Regions from separate parts of the Mus musculus genome. Here region 1 is linked to region 2. A link is a contact called in public promoter capture Hi-C data. All regions are on one chromosome and are shown on one strand. Each heading gives the region's core, a stretch centred on a gene start, on an enhancer-like site or on the middle of the called end of the contact. The rest is flanking DNA. Distances are from core to core; before and after follow the strand shown.

What was found. Capture Hi-C pulls out chosen DNA fragments and counts their contacts.
Region 1: a contact with region 2 is called in a promoter capture Hi-C map of liver. The contact joins two enhancer-like sites. A contact is called at or near these places in 2 of 39 promoter capture datasets (the HPC-7 cell line and cranial neural crest), 1 of 15 datasets of contacts at CTCF or cohesin (the NIH/3T3 cell line), 1 of 115 datasets of contacts at active chromatin or transcription factors (embryonic stem cells) and 4 of 9 other capture datasets (adipose tissue, embryonic stem cells, liver and 1 more).

Annotation. Positions count from the first base shown.
Region 1 is chr17:28,977,940-28,980,639 of GRCm38.p6, reverse strand. Stk38 (serine/threonine kinase 38) reads left to right here. Exons shown (of 14, transcript NM_134115.3): 8 at 1,335-1,437. Among named protein-coding and RNA genes, the nearest start is that of Kctd20, 27 kb to the right of the region's middle. Within about 2 kb of position 1,354, at least 4 of the 459 cell types and tissues checked have an H3K27ac peak or open chromatin away from gene starts, as enhancers often do. A contact at or near this core is called in liver, where this site is marked.
Region 2 is chr17:28,705,910-28,708,609 of GRCm38.p6, reverse strand. The region is part of intron 1 of Mapk14 (mitogen-activated protein kinase 14); the gene reads right to left. Among named protein-coding and RNA genes, the nearest start is that of Mapk14, 16 kb to the right of the region's middle. Within about 2 kb of position 1,264, at least 44 of the 459 cell types and tissues checked have an H3K27ac peak or open chromatin away from gene starts, as enhancers often do. A contact at or near this core is called in liver, where this site is marked.

The sequences.
Region 1 (2,700 bases), core at 105-2,604, 270 kb before region 2:
CTGGGTCTCCTGGAACTCACTCTGTAGACCAGACTTCCAAAAGAGATCTGCCTGCCTCTGCCTTCTGAGTGCTGGGATCAAAGGTGTACACCACTGTTTCTTTTGGTAATCTTCTAGGTGTCTTTGGAAGGCCCAGGATTCTTGTCTTTCTGTGGAAACTTTACTTGCTGTGCCATGAGGGCAGGAGGCTGGTCAGATAATATTTTGTGTCAGCAGTTCTGTTCTGTAAGGATGCATATAAAGAGCCAGGCATGAAGGAAGGCGCACAGAGGTGATGTCAGCACTGAGGAGGGGGGCGGGGGGACCATGGGGCTAGTGCCCAGCCTGCCTAGCCTAAACAGGCAAGTTCCAGGCCACTGAACGAAGAGAAAAACGAAGAGGGAGACAAGCCAAAGAATTGGCTACATATGGTTCCCTTTTGTACAGATATGAAAATGTCAATCTGAAGCCCATCGTTTTGCATAAGTAATATATGCTAATAAAAAAGAATAGTCTCGGGCTGGCCAGATGGCGCAGTGGTTAAGAGCGCCGACTACTCTTCTGAAGGTCCCGAGTTCAAATCCCAGCAACCACATGGTGGCTCACAAACATCCGTAACAAAAAAATCTGATGCCCTCTTCTGGAGTGTCTGAAGACAGCTACAGTGTACTTACATATAATAAATAAATAAATCTTGAAAGGAAAAAAAAAAGAATAGTCTCATATAGTAAAAAATTAGAACAAGACACAGTTATAAGGAAGAAATGTTTGTTTGGTTTTTTTTTGTTTGTTTGTTTGTTTGTTTGGCTTGGGTGTTTTGTTTTTTTTTTCTTGTTTTTTTTGTTTTGTTTTGTTTTGAGACAGGGTTTCAAGACGTGGGCCACCACTGTCTGACACAAAGAAGAAATGTAATGTGCGGTCTCATAACTGAAACATGACCAGTGAGTGATTTCTGGTTGGGATTTTTTTGTTTTTGAGATAGGTCTCACTATGTAGACCAGGCTGGCCTAAATCAACCTACTTCTGTCTCCAGTGCTAGAATTAAAGGTATGGGCTACCATGTCTGGCTTCAATATTTAATTGGTTTCTCTAGGTAGCCCTGGCTGAAATGGAACTCTCTGTAGACCAGGCTGGCCTCAAACTCAGATCTCCTTGCTTCTGCCTCCCAAGTGCTGGGATTAAAGACATGGGCCACACACTTCGCTGGAAATCTGTTTAAATTTGTTGCTGTGTGTTTTTCCTTGTAGTAAGCTGGGTAGGAGAAGTCTGTTGGCGGAGGTGTAATGGGTGCTGGAAGGTAACAATGTCTGCCTGTCCAGGAGTCCACACATCCCTTGTTTCCCCTTCCCCCACAGGGCCATGTGAAACTTTCCGACTTTGGCCTTTGCACAGGCCTGAAAAAAGCACACAGGACAGAATTTTATAGGAACCTGAACCACAGCCTGCCCAGTGATTTCAGTAAGTTTGAACAGTGATGTTAGCTGCCCCAGTCCTTAACCTGGTGGGTGAGTGAGTTCCCTGGTGACCAAACTATTTAGGAAACCTGAGAGCGTCTCCCAGCAGTGTACAGAAGAGATCCAGCACTTTTCTGTATTGCCCATGCTGTCTGACTAGGCGAGATGAGCGCTTCCAACTGTGCTAATGCAGAAGTTGAGGACAGAACTCTGCTAGGAAGATGCTGGAGTGACCATGGCATAAGCAGCAAGGATGACAGGATGAAAGCGCTCAGAACAGCTCCAGAATAGTTTGGTTGCAAGCATTGTCTTTCTACTTGAGCAGTATCAGAACACAGGAAAGCATACTAAGTCACAGTTGAGGCTTGAGGAGATGGCTCAGTGGGTAAAGCTCTTGCCCTGCAAGCATGAAGACCCGGGCTTGATTCCTAGGATGCATATAAAGAGCCAGGCGTGAAGGAAGGCCCATGGCAATGATCTCAGGACTGAGGAGGGGGACGGGGAACCCTGGGGCTAGTGCCCAGCCCGCCTAGCCTAAATCCTCAAGATCCAGGCCACTGAAGGAAGAGAAAAACGAAGAAAGGTGGCTGGCGCCTGAGAAATGCTACGTGAGCTCTTGCCCCACACATGGTTATGCACCTGTGTGCACACACCTGCGTGTGCACCTGCACAGACATGAACACAGGAACCTCACTTCATCCTAGAAAACCCACAGTGCACCTAAGTCTGGAGTCCACTTCTGCTCTTAGATCTTTGAGCAACTTTAGGAACTGTGAGTGTCATCATCTCTATGCTGGATCAGGCCCATCCACACAGATTCAGGTGTGGATTTTCTGGAGTGCCACAAACTAGGTTTGGATAAGTGTGAAAAGGGAACATAGAGACGGGGTGAGGGAGAATAGAAAGGATGTGGTTGTAGCTCGGTAGCAGGCTGCTTGCCTTGCATGCAGAAGGCCCTGCTGCCTTCACCAGTACCATTACCAAAACCCAAAACCAAACAAGGCCCATAAATCAATGTCCAGTTGAGAAACATTTGCGATACCTTCTCTACAGTTTTTTTTTTTTAGACTTATTTATTTATTATATGCAAGTACACTGTAGCTGTCTTCAGACACTCCAGAAGAGGGAGTCAGATCTTGTTACAGATGGTTGTGAGCCACCATGTGGTTGCTGGGATTTGAACTCCGGACCTTTGGAAGAGCAGTCGGGTGCTCTTACCCACTGAGCCATCTCACCAGCCCCTTCTCTACAGTTTTGATAAGGCCTG
Region 2 (2,700 bases), core at 15-2,514:
CAGGTAAAGAAAAGATGAGAGGGTAAAGGCACTTACTGCCAGGCCTGAGAATACAGCCCCGGAAACCTACACAGTGGAAGGAGAGAGAACTGACTCCTGCAAGTTGTCCTCCGACATCCACAAGTCTAAGTCTGTAATGATGCATACTCATTCATTTATTCATTCTCATTCTCTCATTCTTTTCCTGACTTCTTGTTCTTCCAGAGGTCCTGAGTTCAATTCCCAGCAACTGCATGGCTCACAACCATCTCTAATGGGATCTGATGCTCTCTTCTGGTGTGTCTGAAGATAGTGACAGTGTACTCATATAAATAAATCTTTAAAAAAGGATCTCCTTCCTCTCTCTCTCTCTCTCTCTCTCTCTCTCTCTCTCTCACACACACACACACACACACACTGAAGCTGGGAGTAGTAGTGAGTGGTTCATGCCTATAATCCTTCTGCTTGGAAGACAGAGGCAGATGGGACATGGTAGAAGCCAGTCTACTACAGAGTAAAATCATATCTCAAAACATCGGCACAGATACAAACAAAATAGGGTTCAAAGTACATATCTGTTGCAGCCTGGTCACAGGAAAACTAGAAACTACTTGAAATTCCAACAACAGGACTTTAAAATTCTAGTACATTCTCCGTTCACACACATGGAGCAAAGAGCAAGACTCTTTCATGTACTGAGGGCAAAAGAACAAGTTTCAGAAGCAGAAAATGATTCTATCATAGGGAAATACTGTATTCATACAGCATAAATATCTAATATATCCTAAACTTGTTACACTCTTTTGAACAGTGTATGTTTCCATTTTCTCTCTCTCTTTTTTTCTTAAAACAAGCTTTCATTTCTCATGGAGGCCATTAGTAGAGTGAGATACGTGACTCACACTGCTGCTCTGTCACTTAGTGGTGTTTTCAACTTAGTGCAAACTACTAGTTAGTAGCAATTACATTTCCTTCTAATGATACTTACACGGACATAATCACCATATGTAAATCTGAAACCTACATTCCTAAATCACAATCATTTTTCATTTTACCAAGTAATTTTCAAATCTGCCTTTTGTGATATTCTCACTGATGCAGTCACACCAGATGTCCGCACATATAACGCAGCACCAGCTCAGTGACCGTCTAATGCTTCCTCCCTAATCACATGCTCTCATTACAACATACTAATTCTTACCATAGAGGACACACACTCCCATGAAAATACACCTTACATGTACAAGACAGGCAGGAGTTACTCAGACATAGTTCTTGTGGGTTGGAAACCCTCCAGCAAAGGCTGCTAATGCCCTAGAGCTCTATGCACTAACATGCTGCTTCCTCTCCCTATCAGAGCAGTATTTGGAAAGAACAGAAATCATGCATTCTGCTCTAAATTATAAATTTCCAAAAGCAGACACTCCTAGAAAAGCCTTAAACCATCTAAAAAACAAACTGAAAGCCCAGAGGAAAGGAATCTACAATCCACTCAACAAGTGACTATGCCACATACTACTATTCTGGCACTGTCTAGTTCATTTAAATTGAAAAGGTACCTTGAGAAAGGGTCTCTTCTCTCACTGGCCTAGAACTTACCAAGTAGGCTGGACTGGGCAAGCCCAAGATCTGCCCTTCTGTGCTGCCCCAGTGCTCAGATTACAAGTGCATGCCATGACACCCAGATTCCCCCTCCCTTTCAAAATGTGGTTTCCAAGGGAACAAAATGTCCCCTCTGTTGAAAACCACTGATCTAGAGAAGACTGTAGCAGCCCTGTGCAGAGATCTAGATAGTAACCAGGCCTTCTGTCAATAGCCACACGGGTAAGGTGCCTTTAGAGGATCCTCTAGCCTCAGACAAATGTAAAGGCCCTTATTTTACCACTCCAGCACAATCAGGGGTTTTATAAGGTCATTTCCACACAGGTATAAACCGCATTTTTGAGTGTTATGTCCCTCCCACTGTGCCTTCTTTTATAAAAGGGGCTATTTTCCAAAGCCTCATTACAGTGTACCACTAGAAACATTTCTCCATTTTGCTGTTTCAAAATCTCAATAGCAAATATTTCTTTAAGTAATCATAATTAACTCACTTCAAATAAATCTAAAATATCAGACTAACCATATTACACTCAAGTTACTATGGTCTAGCTACCAGCATGGAAAAAGCTTTCATAGCAATAGTTCCTAGGCTCCATCTCTGTATAAATCTGAGCTACAAACCTAACTATGGGTAAACACAAGGACTGATGTCTCCACAAGCTAACTTCCCGAAGTACAGAACTTTCTACCTTATACAATATCTGGACATTTTATGATAGCACTTAGGGTATTATCTAGTGCTGGGTAACAAATATTCCCAAAATGTGGAGCTTTAAACCTGATTTATTATCTCCTATTGTTGTGGATCAAGAACTAGGAAGCTATTTAGCAAGGTGGCTCTGGCTATTTCCCCGAAAGCTGCAGTGAAGAGATGGACCATAGCAAGTCTCTTCTAATTGTTTTTACATTTTCATCATGGGAAGGCGTGTTTTACCTACATGTATATCTGTGTACCATGTTCATGCAGTAGTCAAAAGAGGAAGTCACATGCCTTGGAATTGGAGTTACAAATGGGTGTGAGCTACCATGTGGGCCCGGAGAACCAAACTTAGGTCCTCTGGAAAAGCAACCAGTGCTCTTAACTGCTGAACATCTCTCCAGCCCAACAGTCACTTTTAT